2 separate regions of the Sus scrofa genome follow, and region 2 is linked to region 1. The links are chromatin contacts, called in public Hi-C maps. All regions are on one chromosome and are shown on one strand. The core of a region is the stretch at or near the end of the contact, and the rest is flanking DNA. Distances in the headings are between cores, read along the strand shown. Region 1 holds the start of WBP1L (WW domain binding protein 1-like). Region 2 holds the start of BORCS7 (BLOC-1 related complex subunit 7).

Region 1 (2,695 bases), core at 67-2,566:
GGTTTTAAATGGTTTATGTTATATACACTTCAGGTCATTTAAAAAATTAATTTGTTACATAGAGGATGAGCAAGACAAGATGCATATGTGAAAAGACTGCCCATAAACTCCTAGGGAAAAGATAAGTGTGTGTATTTTTGCTGGTACTCTGCGTCTACTTGATCACAACACAAAGTTCATGCTAAGCTGTAGAGACTCTGCCATTTTGCTCTGTGTGTGTGCCTTTCTGAAAAGACAGGGACGGGAACAGAAAGTGAAGAAAATAGAATGGTAAAGCCTTGCCAAATGCAAGGGAAGGAGGGGTGATTCCCCCTGCTGCACCCCACCCAACTTGGCACCAGGAGCAACGCTCCCATTAAGGTTTCGAAATGCCAGCAGCAGCTGAAATCAGCACAAGCTTCTCTGCCTGGATAAGAGGCAAGCCACCTAGCAAGAAAAGCTGGGGTGCTCCATTTGTTGCCCTTACTGGCATCAGCACCACCCTTTGCTCAAAACGCCGAGCTGGCCCAGACCGACATCGGTGACTGGCTCCCCCAGACCAGCCAGCCCGCCCAACAGTGAGAGCTTGTTACCGCTCGTGTGCCATGCTCCTGAGGAGCCCCAGTCTACTTCATCTCACCTGCCTTCCAAGATCCCTGCCTCCAACACCATTAAAAATGGGGCCTAGAGGCTCCTAGACCTTTCCCAGGTGCAGCTTGAAATAAATATCCTCTCAGCCCCTCCCTCCCTCTCAGGCCCACTCAATAACCCACGGACCCCTATCCGCACAGACGTAAACGCGGCATCGCTGCCTTGGAGACACTGTGAGACAAGAATGCGCGCCCCTCATGCCCCTGCTTGGCACCACTATCCGGCCACAGCCATCCCATCCCACCTTACCTAACTGCCGTCTCAAAGACCCCTCACTCACTTGGTACCATGCCTCTGCCACTTCCCTGACACCAAAGCCGTCACAGGTGTCCCTCAGTTAAACACCGACGCCCCCTTACATCCTGTCCACTCCAGACATGGGTGCCCCTCTTGGGACCCGTCGACTCTTGACAACATCCCTTCAGCCCCCTCCAGCCAGGCCTCGACGACCCCCAGACCTCCAGCCTGGCCCAGACGCTCCCTCCCCCTTACCTGCGGGGGTTCGGCCCTGGCTGACAGGGGGCTGGGCAGCGCCTGGAGGAGCAGGAGCGCCATGCCACCCAGGAGCCTTCTCCTCTCCATCCCCCTCCTGCTCCTGCTCCTCCGCCACGGCGCCGCCGCCTCCCTCCTCCTCCTCCCTCTCCTCCTCTTCCCTCTTCTTCCTTCTTCCCTTCTTTTCCTGTTTCACTCTCCCCACCCGCTTCCGGCTCTGCTCCACCCCGCCCAGCCGAAACACCTCCCAGACGCTGGGATGGTTCTCCAGTTCCAGCGCTTCATTGGTTTTATCCCTTTTTCCATTGGTTAAAACAGCCGTCGATCAAATACAAGTCCCGCCCCCTCATGATGTCGGAAGACCGGAGAGAGCTGGCCAATGAAAAGTAGGAGGAAGCCGGGCCATCTTGAGTGCTGCGAGGAGGCGTAAACGCGTGCTGCTCCGCAGAGAGTGGCGGAAGTAGCTGGAATCACGGGGCTGGGCAATCCAAAACATGTATAGAAGTCCATTTTGGTGCCGCCATCTTGAGTGTGGCGGAAGATTTCCCCAGTTCAGCAAAGAAAGGGAAGGGGTATAGCAATTCTAAGGGGTGTTGGAAAATAAGTTCATTTTAGAAGGTAACCGAGCGCTCTGAAAGACAACTGCAGTCTAAAGAGCTTTTGATGTCTTTTGTCTTTAAGCATAGCCCCAGTACCAGGTCCCGCTCGTGATCTCAAACAGTGGTTTCAGTCAATTTGAATTCCCTATAAGGCAGTACCTTTATTTGAGACAGTGCTTTGTCACCACAAATGAGAGAGACGAAATTCTATTGATTCTACCTTAAAAATAGGTCTGAAATCCATCCCCATTGCTTCAATCCATGTTCTCATTTTCTGGCTAAATACAAATGGTCTCTTCTGTCCCAGTTCCAATTCTTTCTTGAATCCCTTTCACCAACCAAAGCTGGGGTGCTCTACCACCTAAAACCAAGAATTCTCATCTCAGGGCTTCCCCTCTCGAAATACTTCAACCACCTGGACTGGACTTATAGTCCCAACTTTTAACATGCTTCTTTGTGTGTCCTGGTCCCAGCATACCTCTTTATCTCACCCACTGCCGCTTCACTTCCCACATCCTGCTCACACGTAACAGTTTAGAGCTCCCCAGAGTACTGAGCTATGCAGTGCCCTTAACTTCATTTACACTTTACACAGTTTCCTGTTTACAAACTCCTCATTCCCACCCCCTCCTCTCTTCTGAATTCACATAACACTTAGCACACAGTGTATCTATCTGTAGTTTCTGCCTGCTTGACCCCTCCCACTAGACGTGTAGCTTTTTGTATGGCACACCAGATCTTACACATTTTTTTTTAAAGAAACTCCTACAGCACCTTGTACAGGGCCCAGTCACGAGCTCAATCAATGTTGGGAGAATAAACGAACAAAAGAAGACCCAAAGCAGAGAAGCCAGCTGCCCTGTAGCTGCCAATTTCCTCTCAAAAAACCTGCCAAAGCATTTCAGAGCCTGGCCCATTCTAGCCCATAGCTGAGCCCAGAGGGAGTTGGTTCTTGGTTTAAATGATGGCAAAGT
Region 2 (2,695 bases), core at 85-2,584, 94 kb before region 1:
GTTGCAGACCCGGCTTGCATCCTGCATTGCCGTGGCTGTGGTGTAGGCCGGCAGCTGCAGCTCCGATTCAACCCGTAGTCTGGGAACCTCCATATGCCACGGGTGCGGCCCTAAAATGACACACAAAAAAATACGTGTTGAAAATGAATAGCTAAGATACACTGCTACTGAGTTAACTACCAGCAAGACAATGGCATACAGGAGAAAGCCACAGAAATCCAAAGACTCCATTCTCAGAGTGTTTTACAAATGTATTCAAGATGTTTTCCACTTTAATGAAACCAAACCTGGACATCTTAGATGATATATTACGTGCATGGTTGATTTAAATAAGAAAGCAATGGACCTGTTTTCTTTTTTCCTGGGTACAAACTTAGAAGTTGAATGGCTGAGTCATTAGACCCATTTCATTTGTTCAATCATCTGTCATTTGGGCATCTGGACTGTTTCCAGTTTGGTGCTATTATGGATAAATACCCTATGTATCTGTACAAGTCTCTGTGTGGACATAAATTTTCATTTCCCTTGGGTGAATGTTTCAGAGAACAGTGATTGATTTTTTTTTTTTTTTTTTTTTTTTGGAGAAAAACTGCACATATATAAAGCTTGCTGGTGTGAAAGGCCATCAAATAATTCCATTCCTGGAACCAGCCAAAGAATAATGGGGGGAAAATCAGGAAGAAGGAGAAAGCTAATTTAAGAAACAGAAAACCAAGAACGTAGCCAGAAAGATAAGTCAGAAAGGGAGAAATCAGTGGACAGATGACGCAGAAAAATGTAGAAGTAATATGGGACGTTGAGAGCAAAACCATGCAGAATTTAGGGGCCAAATGGGACGGATCCTCACTAGAGACAACCCTGAGGAACAAATAAGGAACTCGTTAGGCCCACTATCTCACATATCATCTAAGGCAATCTCTGCTTTAAAGCACAGATTCCCATCACTTCGTTTCTTACCCACCTCACGCTCCCTGCTTGTCCTACCTGGAGAGACTACACACCCCAGAATGCAACACTCGCTCTCCGCGAAGCGCTCTCCTTCACCAGCTCACAGACTACAGTTCCCAGGATGCAGAGCGACCCCCCCTCCCCCCGCCGCCCGCCCGGTTTTGGAAGGCAGGAGAGCCTCGGGGATATTAGGCCCGGAGAATCTACTTCTAGCTCACCTCAGAGCTCCGGGAGCCCTTCAGCACCTGCTTGGTGAGCGCAATCACGTCAGTACCACAGGTGTTCACCTTCTCTGTGAGAAGCCCCTTCACGGACTGACCAAATCGTGCTTGCGAATCTGGGGTCCCAGTCGCCATCACTTCAAATAGTGAGCACCTCCTCACGGGCGATGGCAAGTCGCTGGGGCCAAAAGAGGCGCAAAGCGGAAGGCAAGGAGACGTCGTTAGGGAGGGACGCATGCGCCTAGCGGAGGTTGCGCTTTGCAAATTTTAAATTCATTTAAAATACTCAGTTGATATCCTGAAGAAGACAGGGCCCACGCAGACATCGATTGAGGGGATGGAGGACAACTTCAGTAAACCCATGGTTTAAAATCAGAAGGTCTGGGTTACAGTCCCAATTCTGCTGTTTAGTTGTGTGACTGGAAATGTTTCAACCTCTGCAACTTGTGTGCCTCATCTGTAAAATAGAAGTGATAACGTTAAAGTCTCTGAAGGTTATGAGAATGAATTAAGATCATTCAGTTCCATTTTTAACAGACATTTCATGAAGGAAATACCAAACACTGTGCTGGGCTGAGGATAGACAAAGAAATGAGATGCATGCAGTCTTTGTCTCCAATGAACTCCCTGGTGAGGAAGCATATAAACAAACAGAAGAAAACCAGGAAGAACAACCCAGTAGAAAAATTGGCAAAGTTCACAAACAGGCAATTAAAAAAATAAATAAGATAGCCAATAGGTATGAAAAATGCTTAACATCTCTAGTAATTTTTATTTTTATTTTGGCCATGCCCATGGTGGCAGAAATTCCCCAGGCCAGGGGCGCCATAGCAGTGACAATGCCAGATCCTTAACCTGCTAAGGCACCAGGGAACTCCTCTGGTAATTTTTAATGATAAATGACCTCTTTGTTCTATTAAAAGCAAACTGATTATCCCCTTGAAAAGAATTAATATCCGAAGTGTTTTGTGCTAGCTCTATTTCTTTTTTTCTTTTTAAACTAGTGCACAAGGGAGATGAGAATAATAAATTGGTAAAATTTGTTTAAAATCACCTATGCTCATTATCAACATTACTTTTTCTTCCAAGTGTCTAGATTCATGTCTCTGATTCTTTCATTTAATTCTTGTTCCTAATCTTTACTTATTTTTTTTTCTTTTTGTGGCCTCATCCATGGCATATGGAAGTTCCTGGGCTAGTGGTGGAATCAGAGCTGCAGCTGCCAGCCTACGCCACAGCCACAGCAGTGCCAGTTCCGAGTCACAACTGTGACATACACTGCAGCTTGCAGCAACACTGGATTCCTAACCCACTGAGTGAGGCCAGGGATTGAACCTGCATTCTCATGGACACTAGTCAGGTTCTTAACCCACTGAGCCACAACGGGAACTCCCTAATTAACTTTTATTGAGGTGTAATTTATGTTCAGTTAACTACATTCTTTTAAGTATCTAATTTGGGGAGTTCCCATCGTGGTGCAGTGGTTAACGAATCCGATGAGGAACCATGAAGTTGCAGGTTCAATC

What was found. A called contact is a pair of places that touch in the nucleus more often than the background predicts.
Region 2: a Hi-C map of liver shows a contact between it and region 1, with 2.9 times the contacts expected there. The contact joins the promoter of BORCS7 here to the promoter of WBP1L in region 1. A contact is called at or near these places in 1 of 5 promoter capture datasets (fetal skeletal muscle), 5 of 47 Hi-C or Micro-C datasets (embryonic fibroblasts, fetal liver, heart right ventricle and 1 more) and 2 of 2 datasets of contacts at active chromatin or transcription factors (alveolar macrophages and skeletal muscle).

What each region holds. Positions count from the first base shown.
Region 1 is chr14:113,736,379-113,739,073 of Sscrofa11.1, reverse strand. It overlaps WBP1L (WW domain binding protein 1-like), which reads right to left and starts at 1,316. Exons shown (of 4, transcript XM_001929157.7): 1 at 1,123-1,316. The coding sequence starts at 1,212.
Region 2 is chr14:113,830,273-113,832,967 of Sscrofa11.1, reverse strand. It overlaps BORCS7 (BLOC-1 related complex subunit 7), which reads right to left and starts at 1,334. Exons shown (of 5, transcript NM_001244615.1): 1 at 1,167-1,334. The coding sequence starts at 1,304.